Linked DNA regions of Sus scrofa: all the other regions are linked to region 3. A link is a contact called in public HiChIP or PLAC-seq data. All regions are on one chromosome and are shown on one strand. The core of a region is the stretch at or near the end of the contact, and the rest is flanking DNA. Distances in the headings are between cores, read along the strand shown. Region 1 holds the start of PGAM2 (phosphoglycerate mutase 2). Region 2 holds the start of UBE2D4 (ubiquitin-conjugating enzyme E2 D4). Region 3 holds the start of MRPS24 (28S ribosomal protein S24, mitochondrial).

Region 1 (2,700 bases), core at 34-2,533, 120 kb after region 3:
CCCCCTGTGCCCTTCTTCCCACTCGTCTTTGCCTGGAGTGGGTGTGAGCAGGGGGACAGGGCCCTGGCCTGGGTCCCATATCCAGCAGCTTCTGGGGGAGTGACTGGACCAGGGTCACTCAGCAAAGTGATGCCCTGCCTTTTCCTGGGTGGCCTCTGGGCAAGATGCCATTGCTGGCCTTCCCTCCTCTCGCCCGGGGCTGGTGTTTAGGACACAGGGCCAGCCGGGGACCCCTCAGCCCCTGTGTAGATGGCTGGGCCTGGGTCAGGAGTGGCAGGCGTTTTCACCCACCGGCTCCAGAACACTCATGTTCCGCCGCGTCCCAGTACACACAGCAATGAACATGCTTACAAAGCTGTTTTTCAAACGGCCTCTCGACCCGCCCAGTTGAAGTCAGTTTGGAGCCCCACCCCCCATGCCGGTGCCTGCAAAGCTGCCTCAAGGCACCTGGGCCTTTGCTGAAAGGGGGCTGACTGTTTCAGGGGACTGTGTCACCCGGCCTGCCTGTGAGGGTGGGCCTCACCTTCCAGATGCTTGACGATGCCCCGCAGGCTGTTCCCGTGGGCTGCGATGAGCACTCTCTTGCCTGCCTTGATCTGGGGCGCGATCTCATCGTTCCAGAAGGGCAGGGCCCGGGCAATGGTGTCCTTGAGGCTCTCGCACGTGGGCAGTTCCCCGGGCTTCAGGCCTGCGTACCGCCGCTCCTGGGGGCATCCACACTGCGTTCACTCCCCAGACAGCTGCCCCGGCCCCGCCCGGGCTCCCGTCCCGAAGGCCCCCATCCCCAGGCCTCCCCCCGCCCGCCAGCAGCCCACCTTGCTGATGGAGCTGTAGTAGGGGTGCTTCTCATCCATGGGGGGCGGTGGGATGTCGAAGGAGCGCCTCCAGATCTTCACCTGCTCCTCCCCGTGCTTGGCGGCCGTCTCCGCCTTGTTGAGGCCGGTGAGCCCCCCGTAGTGCCGCTCGTTGAGGCGCCAGGTGCGCACCACGGGCAGCCACATCTGGTCCGTGCCGTCCAGGATGGTCCAGAGGGTGCGTATGGCCCGCTTCAGCACCGACGTGTAGCAGATGTCAAATTCCATCTTTGCGTCCTTGATGGCATGGGCCCCCCTCTTGGCCTCCTCGGCCCCCTTCTCGCTCAGCTCCGCGTCAAACCAGCCGCAGAAGCGGTTCTCCTGGTTCCAGGTGCTCTCGCCGTGCCGAACCATCACGAGGCGGTGGGTGGCCATGGTGGCGGTGGTGGCGGGGACGGTGGCAGGCTCCAGACAGGGACAGGTGCCTCCCGGGCACCCCCAGCTTTATAACAGTCTGTCCCCTGCCCCCACCCAGGCCAACTGCCAATTAGCATTCCAGGTCTGATGGGCAGCGGCAGGTGGCCAGTAGCAGAGCCGAGTGTCAGGCAGTCCAAGAGCTGGACTTAAAATAGCCTCACCCACCACCAGTCGCCACAGGTCCGGAGCCCGGGCTGGGTGGGGCTTCCGAGCAGGGCTGGGCATGGAGGGCAGACGTCAAGCCCGAGAGGCGGGGGCCCGAAGGAACAGAGGGGCTCTCCAGGGCAGGACTCCCCCAGAGGCTGGCGTTCCAGCCCCATCAGCCCATCCCTGCTCCCAGGGGCCCTGACGCTGTCGGGCAAGGGGCAGAAAAACCCCAGCCACTTCCTCCTGGTCCCTCAGCACAGCCGGCGCCAAGCCTGCTTTTGGGTAAGGACAGTAGCCTGGTGTCAGAGGGAGCCGGGGATGGGAACGTGCGTGTGTGTTTGCCCACGCACGTGCGCGTGCACGGTGAGTGCGTGTAGAACCGTGGGTACGTGTATGTGTTGCATGCGTGTGCATGTGTGAGCTGCCAGGAGGATCCCCCAGAGGCTCTGCTCTGCCCGCCCAGGAATGGGGTCTGAATACCGCTGGGACTTCCCTCGGGTTCCTCTGTCCCGCTGGCTCACAGGAGGAGCCCTGTGGGAGCCTGGGGCTGACAGCCGGGCTGGAATCGGCCGAGCCATCCCCTGCACTAGTCCCCTCAAGGGACAGAGGAGGAGGAAATGTTGCTGAGGGCAGAGCCAGGGCGAGAGCCGTGGCCCTGAGGGAGGTCCGGCCCTGTGGGAGGTGGCAGCAGTGGGGGGCAAGGGCTGAGCTGGGCAGCACCGCGGGCCTGGCTGCCTGGACCAGAGAGAGGAGCAGAGGGCTTTCTCCTCCCGTGTCCCTTTGCTGAATTCTCATCTACGCCTGCCACACTCCACCTAGCCCGGCTCATTCCGTCCAGCTAGAACTACCTTTAAAAAGAAAAACAAGGAGTTCCCTGGTGGCTCAACCTGCTGTGGTGCAGGTTCGATCCCTGGCACAGGAACTTCCACGTGCCATGGGCACGGCCAAAAAGAAAGATGAAATTCAGGATTCATGTCCCCAAGGGGCCCCAGGATCAGAGGTGCTGGTTGTTAGGTCTGTGCCCAGCTTACCAGGAGCACCCGGAGGTAGGCTGAGGTTGGGACTAGGCGACGGTGTAGACGGGTGCAGGCCCAGGAACTCTGCCTTCAGGTGTTGGGGACAAGGGCCACTGGGGCCTGGGCTGTGAAGAAACCAAGCAGGGTCGAGATGCCAAGTTGCAGCTGCACCCTCCCGGGGGGCCCCATCCACAGCCCCCCACTTCCTCCCACCCCGATGTCACATTTCTGAAAATAGAAGAGTGGGTAGGAGGCCACTTCTCACC
Region 2 (2,700 bases), core at 107-2,606, 69 kb after region 3:
TTCAACACCATTCGGTTTTACAAGTAAGGCAAATTCTCTGGGAACTTTGGAAATTAGCAAACTCACCATCCAGAGATAACCACCACTGTCACTTAGGTTCAGAGTCTCCCACAAATACACAAACATTTATAAAAATCTACGATCATTTGTTCTGAGGGGAGGGCCCATTAAAACAATATGGGGATGGAATGGACTAACAGGACAGAGTTACTGAGTGACAACGAGGAGAGGTGGCACTCAACCAAGGTCTATGATGGCTTCAATTTGCTTTACAAGGTGAGTGTTGGCTGTGCTTTAAGGGGAAAGAAAGAGGAAGTTTTCTAGAGGGCAACCAGGAGCAAAGGAATATCACGGGAACAGTGACAAACACTCTTGAGAGTAAACCAGACTGGATGACACTAGATTTTGAGGGGCCTTACATGCCCCGGGATGGAATCCTTGGAGATCACTGGGCATCCCTGAAGACTTCTGGGCAAAAGAGATGGCGGGGGACCATGGAAATGTCTGTAATACATTTTACATTCGGAGTAACCGCATACAGATGACCATGTGTCCTGGGTGGTCAGTGACAGCCTCAGATGACACCTAATTGCTAGAGTAATTACACTGCACTCCACTCTCAAAAACTCCTAGGTTTTGAAGATAAATATTATCATCTACGCACACACACAAAGTAGAACTTTCGCAATTCTCACCTTTATTATATAAAATGCACTGAGACTTTGTATTCTATTTCACTTTTTTTTTAAACGTTGGCTACAACCCAACAAACTGACTTCGTGACACACCAATTGTTCCTAACTCAAAAACTCTCACCTAGATGCCTGCAGGGTCTTGAAGAAAGGGGGAAGACAGAGCTAAGTCTGGATATGCACCGTTTAAGGCCGTGGTTCTCAAGTTTGGCAGGACGTCAAAATCACCCGCAAACATTACAGAGACGCACATCTCCAGGCGCACTGCATATACAGCTCTGTTACGTGTATGTCTATGGAAAGAAGTGCAAGCTACTTGACACATAACACAGGAAAGGGTATGAATACTTACAGACTTAAGTTCAAAGCAGAGCTGAGAACCACTACGTTCAGGAGTATGTGACAGCCTGGGATGGAACACAGAAGGGGGTCAGAGAGCACGGCCGCAGCACCTCTACGGGGTTAGACCAACGAGACCCCTCTCTCCGCCCGCCTCCCCAGGCCCTCGCAGACCCGGCGGGAGGCCCTCGCTGACCCCCGGGGTAGGGTGGCGGGGCGACACACCGCAGGCGGGAGGCGACCCGCGGCCCCGCCGCTCCCGCTCGCCCGCGCCGGGACGCGCCGCACGCGGAACGCCGCCCCACAGTGCCCCGCGGCGCGCAGGCGCAGGCGGCCGTTCCCAGCCTGCAGCGCTGCGCGGCGGCCGAGCCGGCAGCGGGCCGCCTCTGGCAGCCCCGGGCCGGGCGCCCCCGTCCCCAGCAGCGGGGGTAGGATGGCGCTGAAGCGGATCCAGAAGGTAAGGGCTCCTCTGGCCCTCTGGCTCCCTGCGAGTCCGAAGCGTCGATCCGCCGGCGGGGCGCCGCGGCCGCTACGCGCACGGCGGCTGAGGCAGCGCAGAGCACGGTGACACCTGCCAGGGAGGGAGGCGGAAGCGCCGCCCGCGCGGCCTTAAAAGGGCACGGCCCGGCGCGCGGGGCGGGGCGGCGTCACGTGGGGCTCGCGTCGCGCGAGGCGGGGCGGGGCGGAACGTCACGTCTACCCCCCACCTCCCGCCGTCCCCCCCCCCACTCCTCCCCCAGCACCTGCGGGGAGCTGCGGGCTCTCGGAACTTCGGCGCCTGTCCGCGTGCAGCCTGGGCGGAGAGACGGCCCGGGTTGGCGGAGGAAGGAGGGCACGGCCTTCTGGGGGGTAGGGGGGTCTGGAGGGCTGGGCAGAGGAGTCGATTTGAAGCTGGGTCCTAAGTATTGAGTAGGCATTCTGCATGAGCAGAAAAGGAAGGGCGTTCGCGGCGTGGATGGACTGGGCTTGGGGTGCGGAGAGGATGATCTGAGTTTTAGCACCGCTGAAGAGGGGCTGGGAGTGCGTGGGGAGGACAGGTGTGGGCTTCAGGGGCAGTGCCAGGCATAACTTTTTTAACATGTAGGTGATTGAGAGTCCTTGTAGGCCTTTACTATATTAACTAGAATTTGGAAACTGCACAACTGTAGAAGAGAAACAAGTGTCTTTAGTGCTACTGTGTTACCATTTGTTGACATTCTAGCATCGTTTCCAGTATTTTGTATATTTTGTATTCTGCTTTTTCTAATACCATTAAACGTGGGAGTTTTTCATGTTGTGAAATGGTATTCGTCACTAATTTTTTTTCTTTTTTGATGGCCACACCCACAGCATATGGAAGTTTTCCAGCCAGGGATTGAATCCCAGCCACAGCTGCGACCTGTATTGCAGCAACACTAGATCTTTTAACCCACTGAGCTGGCTGGGGATGGAACCCACCAGCAATTCTGGCCGCCTAGAGCCACTGCAGTCGGATTCGTAACCCACTGCACCACAGTGGGAACTCCATCATAACTAATTTTTAACATTAACATTCCAAAAGTACACGAACAGTAACGTATATAATGATTACCCATAGGGAATAAATGTATGGATGAGGATGTCAGAGAACCTGGGGTAGAGCATGAGGTCATTTAGGGTAATCTCACGCAACACTCTAACTGTTCCCACC
Region 3 (2,700 bases), core at 155-2,654:
CACCAGACAGTACTTCAGCATTATAGGTTTTTGTTTTTTGTTTTTGTCTTTTCTAGGGCCGCACCCTCGGCGTATGGAAGTTCCCAGGCTAGGGGTCTAATCGGAGCTGCAGCTGCCGGCCTACATCACAGCTCACAGCAATGCTGGATCCTTAACCTACTGAGCTAGGCCAGCGATCCAACCCCGAAACCTCGTAGTTACTAGTCCGGTTCGTTAACCACTGAGCCACGACGGGAATTCCATACAGGCTATTTTAAGGCAGTGAAATCACAAACTTGAAAGCACGGCACTAAAGGACCTCAAAAGGGATACCTGTTTATAGCGTGAAGATGAAACCAGAAGGCAGAGCCTTGTTCAACCTCAGCTTAGGTGCATGGGGCGGGCGGGGGTTGTTCCACCATTTCTTAGAACGAACATGAATGTGAAAGCACCAAGAGTAGACAAATTCACAAATACGGAATCTGTGAATGAGGAAGATCAACTACATATACTCACAGTGAAACACCTGTGCTTCAGCGGAAAACTGCAATATTTAGAACAGCTTTCCAGGTCGTCGAATTCTACAAGGTTCCACATTTCACTGCCTCTGAGTTATTTTACACCTAAACTATAGATAACTGGTAGCAGTGCAAAATAATTGTCTTTAGGCATGCAACTAATTTCTGAGTCCTTGCTCCCCACGGAAAAAGCCAATTTTGCATCCCTTCCAAATACATTTCAACATCTCCGCTCATATAAGTATCTACTCCTCCTTTGAAAGCATTTAACGTATTTTTAGCTCTCACATTGACGACTGAGTTAAATAAAACCTCTAGCACGCGTTCATTTCGTGTTTACGAGACAGTCACGACTGAGCGCGCCTTCGGTGAAAACTGGGGTTGTAACACCAGCTCCGCTGCACGTCCTCCCCGCTCCCGCCGCCGGGACAAGCCTCGTCCCCTCACCTGTGTGCAGCGACAGCCAGCCCTTGCGGTGCGCGATGTAGTGAGGCGCGTGCGCCTCCTCATAGGTCACTGGCTTATCCCCCTTGCTCACTCGGACTCGGGCCGCCCGGTTCTAGAAGGAAAACGGGGCCATGACTCCCCGCGACCCCTGATCCAGGCCGCGCACCAGGCCACGTCCCAGTCCCCCAGGCCGCGCGCCCCCAGGCTAGACTCACCTTGGCGCAGACCGCGGAGATGTGCAAGGCGCGCCAGGCGCAGGGCAGCTCCCGGCTCCACGACAGCACCTGCAGGGAGACGGGGTCGTGAGACAGAAACGAGGGCTCCCACCTCCACCCACCCGCCCTGTCCGCGCCGCCCACTCACCAGCGGCCGTAGCCCCCCGCCGCACACGGACGCCACCATCTTGGGCCGAGCGGAGCGCCGCCTGGGGGCGGGGCGGCCCCCGGGTTAAAGGTCAAGCGCGGGAGGGCACCACGCGGGCGAGACCACGTGCGAGCCGGCGCGGGGGTGGAGCCGCTCCCCGGACGGGGCCGCGGTGCAGTCGGCGGCGCTGACCGCCGGTGGGAGGCGGAGGCCTCGGCTCGGAGCTCGTGCGACGGCCTGGGTGGACCCGGTTGGTGTGGGGAGCTGGGCTCTCCGCCTCCGCCTGCAGCCCTGGCACAGGCCGTCCCCCCCTCCGCCTACCACAGTCGTGGTTCGGCTCCGGAAACTGGCTGACGCAGAACGTAAGGATTCGGCGCCCCAGAGCAGGCGGCCGTGAGGCGAAGGATGGGGGTCCTGGTGGGGTTCCTGGTGGGGGTCCCCGGGAGACTGTAGCGCTCACTGCTTCCCATGCCGGCCTGGGCCTTTCGTGGGAGCCGAGCCTTTTGCCACGCTCTAGAAATTAGGTTGGTGAATTCTGACTCCAAGTGATACCCTTTAAGAAAAGAAAAAACAACAGAAAACCCAGGAGTTCCCTTCGTGGTTCAGTGGTCAACGAATCCGACTAGGAACCATGAAGTTGCAGGTTCGATCCGTGGCCTCGCTCAGTGGGTTAAGGATCCGGCGTTGCCGTGAGCTGTGGTGTAGGTTGCAGACGCAGCTCGGATCCCGCGTTGCTGTGTCTCTGGCGTAGGCCGGCGGCTACAGCTCCGATTCGACCCCTAGCCTGGGAACCTCCATATGCTGCAGGTGCTGCCCTAGAAAAGACCAAAAAAAAAAAAAGAAAAGAAAAAAAAAAAAAAGGTCTGACCTTTATCCACAATAAAGAGGAAATGTGTTTTGGTTAAAACTTTACCCAGTTCTTGGAGGGACAAGATAGGGGCAGGGGATTAAGGGGCACTACTATGTATAAAATAAATAGGCTACAAGAATGTATTATACGACACAGGAAATAGGTTTTTTTAATTTATAATTTTAAATGAAGTATAAGCTATAAAAATACTGAGTTACTATGTTGTACAGCTAATATAATATTGTAAACAGCCGTACTTTAATACATTTTAAAGAAACAGTTTTTCAAAGATGGGTTATGGGTAGGGTTTCATATGTGACCTTACCTTGGTGTCTGGTCCCTGGGGAAGGAAAACTTTAAAGGAGAAAGGGCTAAATGACCAGGGAATGCCTGGAGATGTTGCAGAGCCTGTAATACTCAAACCAAAGCATTGCCGCTGTAATCGGTATCCAGTAATTATCGTCAGAAGGACAGTAGCAACACTGGCAATCCTAGTTCTGAATTCACACTGGGAAAATCATGGACTCTGGATTCCGGCTCAGG

Evidence for each region. HiChIP or PLAC-seq counts read pairs in DNA pulled down with a chosen protein or histone mark.
Region 1: a contact with region 3 is called in an H3K27ac HiChIP or PLAC-seq map of skeletal muscle. The contact joins the promoter of PGAM2 here to the promoter of MRPS24 in region 3. A contact is called at or near these places in 1 of 47 Hi-C or Micro-C datasets (alveolar macrophages) and 2 of 2 datasets of contacts at active chromatin or transcription factors (alveolar macrophages and skeletal muscle).
Region 2: an H3K27ac HiChIP or PLAC-seq map of alveolar macrophages shows a contact between it and region 3. The contact joins the promoter of UBE2D4 here to the promoter of MRPS24 in region 3. A contact is called at or near these places in 2 of 47 Hi-C or Micro-C datasets (embryonic fibroblasts and liver) and 2 of 2 datasets of contacts at active chromatin or transcription factors (alveolar macrophages and skeletal muscle).

Annotation. Positions count from the first base shown.
Region 1 is chr18:48,709,075-48,711,774 of Sscrofa11.1, reverse strand. PGAM2 (phosphoglycerate mutase 2) reads right to left here and starts at 1,283. Exons shown (of 3, transcript NM_001134968.1): 1 at 816-1,283; 2 at 524-704. The coding sequence starts at 1,229. It overlaps LOC106506850 (a long non-coding RNA gene), which reads left to right and starts at 1,579. Exons shown (of 2, transcript XR_001302456.2): 1 at 1,579-1,700.
Region 2 is chr18:48,754,970-48,757,669 of Sscrofa11.1, reverse strand. UBE2D4 (ubiquitin-conjugating enzyme E2 D4) reads left to right here and starts at 1,356. Exons shown (of 7, transcript XM_003134861.6): 1 at 1,356-1,488. The coding sequence starts at 1,465.
Region 3 is chr18:48,824,451-48,827,150 of Sscrofa11.1, reverse strand. It overlaps MRPS24 (28S ribosomal protein S24, mitochondrial), which reads right to left and starts at 1,404. Exons shown (of 7, transcript XR_002340520.1): 1 at 1,308-1,404; 2 at 1,160-1,228; 3 at 945-1,056.